Linked DNA regions of Sus scrofa: regions 1 and 3 are each linked to region 2. A link is a contact called in public Hi-C data. All regions are on one chromosome and are shown on one strand. The core of a region is the stretch at or near the end of the contact, and the rest is flanking DNA. Distances in the headings are between cores, read along the strand shown. Region 1 holds the start of MAP1A (microtubule-associated protein 1A). Region 2 holds the start of PPIP5K1 (inositol hexakisphosphate and diphosphoinositol-pentakisphosphate kinase 1). Region 3 holds the start of TP53BP1 (tumor suppressor p53-binding protein 1).

The links. A called contact is a pair of places that touch in the nucleus more often than the background predicts.
Region 1: a contact with region 2 is called in a Hi-C map of fibroblasts, with 2.0 times the contacts expected there. The contact joins the promoter of MAP1A here to the promoter of PPIP5K1 in region 2. A contact is called at or near these places in 1 of 5 promoter capture datasets (fetal liver) and 3 of 47 Hi-C or Micro-C datasets (epiblast stem cells, fetal skeletal muscle and fibroblasts).
Region 3: a contact with region 2 is called in a Hi-C map of retroperitoneal adipose tissue, with 2.0 times the contacts expected there. The contact joins the promoter of TP53BP1 here to the promoter of PPIP5K1 in region 2. A contact is called at or near these places in 2 of 5 promoter capture datasets (fetal skeletal muscle and liver) and 18 of 47 Hi-C or Micro-C datasets (alveolar macrophages, embryonic fibroblasts, fetal heart ventricle and 9 more).

What each region holds. Positions count from the first base shown.
Region 1 is chr1:127,935,617-127,938,886 of Sscrofa11.1, reverse strand. It overlaps MAP1A (microtubule-associated protein 1A), which reads left to right and starts at 1,935. Exons shown (of 7, transcript XM_005659678.3): 1 at 1,935-2,200; 2 at 3,132-3,233. The coding sequence starts at 1,963. It overlaps LOC100736659 (a long non-coding RNA gene), which reads right to left and starts at 1,861. Exons shown (of 3, transcript XR_301013.3): 1 at 1,714-1,861; 2 at 1,398-1,473; 3 at 1-903.
Region 2 is chr1:127,863,835-127,866,816 of Sscrofa11.1, reverse strand. PPIP5K1 (inositol hexakisphosphate and diphosphoinositol-pentakisphosphate kinase 1) reads right to left here and starts at 1,330. Exons shown (of 30, transcript XM_021096881.1): 1 at 1,210-1,330.
Region 3 is chr1:127,957,068-127,960,043 of Sscrofa11.1, reverse strand. It overlaps TP53BP1 (tumor suppressor p53-binding protein 1), which reads right to left and starts at 1,544. Exons shown (of 26, transcript XM_021096946.1): 1 at 1,395-1,544; 2 at 640-824; 3 at 342-435. The coding sequence starts at 1,401.

The DNA.
Region 1 (3,270 bases), core at 686-3,185, 71 kb before region 2:
CTAAACACAAAATAGAGTTTTATACACTTTGCAATTCATATATAAACGTATTTCTTTAACATTTTTATTCACCTTTCTATGCCTTGCACATATGTGCATTGGTGTTTTCTGCCTTCAGTTGTAAAATTCTTCAGCATAGATGCCAAGACTCTATAGTTATCTTTCAGTACTATTACAGTCTATATTTGCAGGTCTAATTAATAAATGCCAATTCTAGCAAGTCTGCGATCACCGCTCTGAATTTCTGCTCCTACCATTCTCATTAGTGTGTAGTCCTTCCCCATACCAATCAGAGCTATTGTCTAACCTCTTTGTCAGACTTGATGAAAGCAGAGCTTATAGTTAACTGCCGCTGACCAGTTATACTGAGGATCTTGCTAGTTGCTATGGAAACTGTCCCCTTCCTCTCCCTACAACCTATTCTGTCTCTGCCTCCACGTGGCACTCTTTTTTGATTGCGGAAGAGGAGGCCTGCATATCTCTCTATGCTCTTTGCCAGATTCAGACGTGCAAATGGTGGGGTGGAGGTGTAGCAGAGCATTGTCTCATGTGTCATATAGGGTGAGGCATCCTCACCATCTTATGTTCTGCCGGTACTATTTCCCCCTCTCTGCTATAAAAGGGATTTTCAGGGCCATGTCAAATTTTTTTAATTGAGATAATTGACATAGAGCATTATGTTAGTTTCTGGTAGGGCCACGTCCAAATCGCAGAATGGATTGGATGTTTTGCTAAATATATGTCCCATGATAGGAACTAGGATTGCTGCGAGGTACTTAAAATGCAGACACTATCCAATCCTCCTCAGGGCCTCCGGAGAGGAGGTGGATCAGAACACCGCTCACAGGCAGCCTTGCTCAATCAGGTACTGTGCTCCTCTTCCTTCATTATACCATTCGGAAACTGTAAGACAAATGAGACCCAAAAAAGTACTGCTGGAGCCCTAGGGTTAAAGACAGGCTCTGTCTGATACGTATACATACAGAATGACTCAGTATCCTGAGTAAAAGAAGACACTGGAGTGCAGAGTAGGTAGTGGGGACACACTGAGGAATGGGGGAGGGGTAGACTTGCAGACCGCACCACTTGTACAAGGATGTTCCAGTCAGTCATAAAACAGTGTCAGCCTCCTTAGTCTTCTTTCACATCCCCCGGCTTTTTGCATTTTGGAAGGGCCAAGCCCTCTCTTGGTTCAAACATTGTCCCTTCTGTTTTGAGAATTCACTGGGGAAGTAATACCATTGCCTTCCAAGGTTACCCAACTCACTGTGTCACATTATTTGTAGTTGGGAAGGTCTTGCTTGGGTTTACTGAAACACCCCTTGCTGCAGTCTGAGCTCACTGCACTCAGCAGAGATGGAGACCAGCCAAACACTATCTTCGGAATAACAACTCACCAGGGACTCAGGGCCGGAAGGTCATTCTGTCCCTCTGATACTGCACAGCTTCCCAGTGCACACCCAGGGCCCGAGGCTATGAGGTCAGGAAAAAAAAAAACAAACAAACCCAAATTGTGTTAACACCAACATGGAAGGACAGAAGGATGCAACATAAACTCGAGGCAGAGAGGGACAAGATGGCTCCCCTCAGTTCGGGTGAGGCTGCGGAATTGCCAGATAGTACTTTTCCGGGGAAACATCCTAACTAGAAGCTTCTGGTGCCGAGGTACTAGACTCGCCCCTCCACCCGGTCCCTCAGATAACCCACTCCTACCCAAGTCGGAGTGAGATCTCTCAGGAAAATGAGTGGGGGCGGAGTGGGACAGCCACCAACCCCCGAGCCCCTCCCCAGGCCCAGCGAAACCGCAGAGCAGAGCTCCGCGGCCCCTTCCCAGCCGCTGCGGCGCCAGTGCTCCGCCCCCTGACAGGCAGCAGCCAATGAGCGGCTCCTGCCGCCGGCCTTTAAGAACCGCGCGCACTCTCCCAGCCGCCGACGCCGGCCTTGCACTCCAAAGGAGTTTCCATGGAGACCGAGGCTGGGCCCGGGCGGCCTCGCGGCGTTGCCATGGAGACAAGTCCCGGGCTAGGGCTCCGAAGCCCCGGCTCTCCGCTGGCTCAGAACCCCGCGGAGCCGCTGTACAAGGCCGGAGCCGCCGCGGCGGCAGCACGCTGGGACCTAAGGAAACACTCTTTGCTCATTGTGATCGGCGATATCGGTTCGGAGAGTCAGCTGAGGGCCGTGCGGGCCCACCTTGAACAAGGTGAGCTGCTGTCCTGGATGCTCTCGGGACATCCTTCATCCCGTGCTTCTTTGCCATCTGCATCCTCCAACCGTAGTGTGCTTTTCTTGAGATCTGCGCGCCCTGTTATCTGAATCATCAGCCCCTGGCCTGTCACCTCCATCCTCTGTGTCACACATCTGTATTCCCCCACCCCAGCTGCCAACATCTCGCTTCCCCATCCTTCCCGCACACCCTGTGGTGTTCCACAAACTCCCTGAGGAGGGGTGGGGAGCTCTGTGTACTGCCTGGGGAGCCCTTTCTAGTTGCACCCCTCTCTCCTGCAGTGTCATGGGCCAGACGCCCTAAAAGTCCTCACCATCCCCTGGAGAGTCCAGGTCCCTACCTTAATTTCTTCTTTAGGTTTCTGAACAGGCACAGGGTGCTTTCTGAACGCCGCAGACAAATCTCAAATATCCCAGTGCCAGCGGCCAGACTGAGAGTGACCTTCGTGACCACAGGCTTCTCAGTCCTTCATTGCCTGTGGCGCAGTGCTGCGGAGCCACCTGCGGGTGGAAGCCAGCCGCGGAGGAGTGTAGGCAAGGAGGGGACCACAGAAGGAGAATTTAGAAACCTACCTAGCTGTATCCAGAAGGAAGGGGCTCTTGGGTGTCATTTCTATCTCACCTGGTCAACTCTGCAAGAAAATTCCTACATACAAACTTGTTAATGACCAAATTTAGCCTAAACTCTGCCCTTCTCCCTCTGGCTCCAGCAAAGCCCAAGAAAGGCACAGGATGGGAGACAGGCAAAGGTACTAGCCACCCTTCTCAAAGACATCAGTGAGGCTGATCATAGCAATTGCTCTTATCCCTTCCTTCTCCTTACCCCTTCTGTGAGTTTGGAAGTTCTCTCAGAAGTCTAGTCCCTCTGACCTTATCTAGGTCCCTCTTTGTTTCTTTTTCTCTCACAGGCATTCTCTCCTGGAACATTGACTTATCATCCATTGACTTGAACCAACAATTGAGACTCTTCATTACCCGGCATCTAGCTCACTTCTCCTCAGAGGTCAAAGGTTAGGATTAGTATCAATTTGTCTCTGTCCTTTGGGT
Region 2 (2,982 bases), core at 81-2,580:
TTTAACCACCATGCACTTCATGGAAACCCCCATTCATGATGAAAGAGAAGCTTCAGTACAGAGTCCAGGAATACTTCCAACACAGTAAAACCTCTCTGGCCACCAGCAGTATTTCCTTCAATAGTGGACCCCTTAGTTCCTTCTCAATGTAATTTTTTTTTTTTTTTGCCTTTTTTAGGGCTGCACCCACAACACATGGAAATTCCCATGAGCTAGGGTTCGAATCCAAGCTGCAGCTGCCAGCCTACACCACAGTCACAGCCATGCCAGATCCGAGCTGCGTTTGTCACCTACACCACAGCTCATGGCAACGCCAGATCCTTAACCCACTGAGCAAGGCCAGAATCAAACCTGCATCTTCATGGATACTAGCTGGGTTCATAACCTGCTGAGCCACAACAGGAACTCCCTTGATGTAACTTTTAATCTTTCATACATACCCTTATTCTGATACTGATGAACTATGCTGATGCCCTTGTTTTCAGGATCAACTCACTCATACTGCCTTCTTTCTCCAGCTTGCTAAAATGACTCTTCACTGACTCCTCCTAACCACTGCTAACAGGGACTGCTGCCCCCTCCTCCATCACTGACCAACCGATCCAATTAACCATCCAACTAATCCTCTCACTCACTGAGTCTCTAGCCTTAAGCAGTCCTCCAAACCCTCAGATGAGTCACCACACTTGGTAACATATTTATATGGAACATCACTGATTCCCCACAAAGACTGTCTGAGCGCCACTCTCTCCCCACCTACCTCTCTCCAGGCTCACCTTCTCTCCAGCAACCCCTTCCTCCGCAAGATGTGACTCCACTCCCACCCCTCCTCACACAGACCTCTCCACCCTGACCCTCTCCCCTGCAGACTCTCGTGCTCAGCCGGACCCCCTCTTCCTCGTGCAGACAGTCTCACGCCCACCTCTGCTCTCGCTGCCCCTCTCCTCGGTCCTCTCCTCACACAGCTCCGGGTCAGAATTACCACCTCCCCATCCCGACTCCTTTAGCCTTTGCCCGCCCCCGCCTTCCCCGCCTCACTCTCCCTTCGCTGACATTGAGGCCTCTCCCCTAGGTCTCTTCCCAGCGTTGCCCCCAGCTGCTGCTAAGCAGGGCCCTCAGCACTAGCGGAGCCCACTCTACTCAGCCCACCCCCTCAGATACCGCCCCCAGCCCCCAGCCACTCCCCCACCGCCCCCGGCCCTCACTCACCCGCCTCCCTGAGCTCGCGCAGCCGAACCTGCCGGCAGCGACACCTGACAGCGGCCCAATCAAAGCGCGACTTCTCTTCGCTGCCACCAATCAGCGGAGGGCGCGCACCGGCGGCAGAGTCAGGCTGCGTTGGCCGGCGCTACTGCGCGGAGGAGGGTGGCCTCTAGTGGCTCTGGGGAGGAGGTGCAACGTAATGTTCTCTGATTTCTAACTGCGTGGCCGACAGTCCAGATGCTCTCTGTCTAGACAGAAACTTTCCAATGAGAGGAAGGTGGGGTGCGGGGGCACGATGCAGGGGAAGAGGCCCAGTTTACGCCACTGCACCTTCTTGAGGACAAAACCAGGTCTTGTTTGTATTGTAAAATAAAACGATATGTGATAGGCGTAGAGATCCAATGAGTGTTGGTTGCAAATGTTAACGGACTAGAGAAGGCTTGTCTCCAAGGCTGGAGACAAAAACAGCGACAGAAACAAATCAGAAAGTTAAGGGCTAGAACAGAGAGACTTATTTATGGATGGGACAAGAAAATGCATGGACTTGGAAGGCTGAGTCAGTGGATTTCTATCTCCCTACTCTGCTTGCTCTCACCCTCTAGACTTGTTTGAATCCTGGGCCTTGCCTTTAATAGCTGTGGAGCTTTGGACAAGTCACTGAAATTCCCTCAGCCTCTGTTTTCTCACCTGTAAGAGTGTGGGATTAGAAACCCTAATCACAGGGTAGTGATTATATGAAAGTATTTTGTATGTTTGTGTTATTACTAATCTTGCATCCTCACTAAGGTTTTCCTGGTTCAAAACAATTCCAAGTTCCCCAGTTCTTCTCTGCAACTTAGCACTTTTTCAGTCAAATGCCTCATTATACTGACCCCAAGTCGTCCCGAATGACTTGGACTAACCCTAAGAGAAAGAGATTCTGAAAAAGCAGGACCTTATGATCCTTCCCTGCCCACCCCCTGAATCCTCCACCTGCCTTTTGACTGTAGAAAAACTTTAGTCAAGGAGTAAGTTTAATCAGAGACACAAGAAAATGCAGAAGCAAAGGAAAAACAGTCAAACAAGACCAAATAATAATAGTCATTAAGACATTTAGTTCCTTCTCAAGGGCTGTAGATGATATTCTGAGCCATATCCTGTGAGCTGTTTTGTAGGTACTGAGCCCAACTCCCACCATGTGGAAAAAAGTTAACTACATGATGACCAGGCTGTAGCCATGACATGCTACCATAATTCTGAGAACTGGCCTCAAGGAAATGGCAATAAACCCACCCTGAAACTGAAGACTAACTGTACTTAAAACAATCAAGAGGACATTGATCAGACCAGCACATGACCAATCTCAAGACGACTGTCAGAGCTAACTGCTGTTTCTGCCTGTAGCCCCCCTCCCTTTACCTGTAAAAATCTCTTCATTGTCAGTGGGCAGGAGCATTTGGGCTTAATTCCCTCCCCTTTTCCCTTTATTTCGTAGTTGTCAGCCTACATACAAAATAAAGCGAACTTTCCTTTCCACCAACTTTGACTGTTAATTGACTTTAGAGCAGCAAGCAGCCAGACCCCATTTTTGATAACAATACCTCCTCATTACCTATTACAAACTCAAGAAGGCTGAATGAAGCCTATTTCCTATAAAAAAGAAACAGGATGGAATTCCCATTGTGGCTGAGCAGAAACAAACCTGACTAGTATCCATGAGGATGGAGATTCACAGACAGGGTCCTGGCTGTGGCTGTGGCTGTGGTATAGGCCGGCAGCTCTAACTCCCGTTTGCCTGGG
Region 3 (2,976 bases), core at 295-2,794, 93 kb before region 2:
TGGACCAGGGATCAGATCCCAGCCACAGTTTGTGACCTTCACCACAGCTATGGCAATCCCAGATACTTAACCCACTATGTGGGGGCAGGGATCAAACCTGCACCCTGGTGCAGCAGAGACACATCCAATCTTGCTGCACCACAGCAGGAACACCTACCACCAAACTTTTGATATATATTCAGGAATGTAGACCTAATCAGTCTACATTAGAAAACCAACCTTGTGAGTGCCTACTATGCACCAGATACTGTGCTAGACTTTCTTACATACATTCACCACAGCCCCATAATGTTTGAATCCACCCACTTCTAACAAGAGCACCCTTGCAAAAGGGACCTCACCTGCAGCTTTGTTTTCTTTCAGACATTCATTGAAACTACTATTATCGTCTCCTTGTTCTTCTCCACCTGTCTGTTCAGTATTGGACACAACATCCTAGAAAATTATACAAACATAATATACTCACTCTATATGGAATAATCTAAAAGGCAACATATTGCTGTGAACATGTTGGTTTCATTTTTTCCAATCAACTTTATCCAAAAGATGGTGAGATTTCCTAAGTATTTATGTTTGCAGGTTGATCTAGACTAGGAAAAAAAAATCTACTCAATCATTTCCAAGCAACCTATCACTCACCAACACAGGGTTCTCTTTGTGTGTCTGTAGATTGGGAAGGTGTCGAGACAGCATACTGAAGTGAGAACCAGAATCATCTTCTAGAACCTGGCTTTCAGGCTGAGAATCTTCAATTATCAGGCAAGGTGTGTCTTGCTGAGAGAAATCTGAATCCAACTGACTTCCAGTAGGGTCCATCTGCTCCCCTGGAATGGAACAACAAAAGATCAGTTCTGTGCTACCTACACTCCTTCCTCACGGAGTCCGAGCTTAAATAATGACGCGGAAGTACAAGAGCTGGAAAAGGGGACCGGTGTAGGACTCTTCTAATTGGAACATTATAATCGCTGCAAGCACTTTCCTATATACCTCCCAATGACCGATTTCCTAGCTATTTACAGTGAGCCTGCCTATCCTTCTTTCCCCCTTCCCTCACCTTCCCGTAGACACCCTTTCCCCTCCTTCCTAACCTCTTCTCTCTCCGCCCCTTTTTCCATCCCCCACAACTCTCCCTTCGTCCTTCTGGCGCCTCAACCGCCCCCCAAAAGGCTGCTTTGTAATCTTTGTTCGTCTGACCCCCACAGCTCTTCACGTTTCCTCACGACCACCCAGCCTTACTAGCTTGTGGTTCCCCACCCCCTCACCAGGGCCCTCCAACCCTTTCCCCGTCACAGCCGCCATGCTTGCCACCCCGCCCCCTCCGGTCAGCCATCCCTTCAGACCCGAAACCCAAGCTCCCATAGCCGACTACGCCCCCACTTTTCTCCAAACGGTACCAGGCATCCCGGCGGGAGGTCCCTCACGCTCGTGCTAGAGATCTCCACACGCTCCCCAGGCCCCTCCAGCTCGATCCCCAGGTCGCCGCTGTCTCCACCGCCGCCACCGGCCACGAACTCCCCCTTTCCCGTCGCGTCACGCGGGATCGGCTCACCCATTCGCTGATGCTGCCCGCCACTCAAGAAAGCCTGCGGATGATTGGTGGCTGAGGCGGAGTGCCCCGCCCCACGTAGGAAAAAGGAACACGGCGGCGTGTTTCCATGGCAGCCTGGACTTTGCAGGCCCTCCCTCTAGTAAGCCACAAATGACAGTATCCTTGAACTGAAGGGACCTTGAAGAGGGCATGAAATATAATGCCCTGCCCCCGGGACGGTTGTTTGTACCACTACTCAGACGTAGGAGAAAATTCCTATTTTCTATCGTTCATGCACCTTAAGGCCCCCATGTCATCCTCTTCTGTTGAAAAAGGGTTTCCCGGCTTTCTGATTAAAAGGGCGAAGAAGATCCAGAATGGCTAGAATTTCATAGCTGGTGAAACTGAAGAGAGAGAAGACTCTTTGGGGTTTACCTGTGTCAACAGGATCCCTTTTGTAGGCCTCTACCTGAATTCAAGGGCTTCACATTACGTCTCTGCCAGTTCTTTTTATTATTTTTTTTTGGGGGGGGGATTGGATTTGCATTGTCTGAGGGTCCTGGTAAACCGTATTTTTTCCCATTGTCTTTCCAGTCTGGAACGTAGTTCAAGCTTCACATTTGCTTATGGTTGACCTATCTTTTATGGAATTGCAGCCTACAGAGACCATAGCCCCGGATATTTTTTGCACCTCTGATTGAGACAATTGAGCACAGTGGCTGCCAGACTCAGTGGTGAAGAGAACAGCTGCCGCCCCGCTAACTACACGACCTCAATGATCCCTGCAAGCCCTGAGAGTCTATTATCCTAATTATCTTGCCAGGGTCTTATAGAGGGCGTGGCAGCTGTGACTCGTATTAATGAATGAGGCCCCATGAGGAATATGGTCGTTTTTTAGTTTTGTTTTTGCTTTTTAATTTAAGGGGTGGATGGATCTAGGATGGAATTCTAGCCAGAGCAGCTGTCAATAGGGAAAGCACCTACCACACTGCCAAGCATATACATAGTAAGCATTCAATAGAAGGTAGTTTCTTCTCTCTACCCCAAGATCAAAATGACTTAGGCACAGCCCAACCATGATTTTCCAATTATATAAATATCCAATTCAACACTTGATACAGGCTAAGCTGAAGTGAAGCTTCCTACCAATCTTCTCCCTGCTGTTACAAATTATACTGATCATTTTCCAACCAAAAATCAAAGCATGTCATCTGAGTATATGTTACTTATGGGAACAAAAGGACAGACTCTTTGAAATGAAACTGTCCTGAAAAATCTACAATCTACTGTTGCTATAACTAGAATATAATTAGGGTCCCCGGAATGTATTATTAGTGGATCAAAAATTGGAACAGAGCACCCAGAGACACACTCCACTTCTTACTCTTGAAATCATTTGTAATTGATATCTCTCTCCTTCACTCCTAATGCTGCAGAAGACCAGTGAT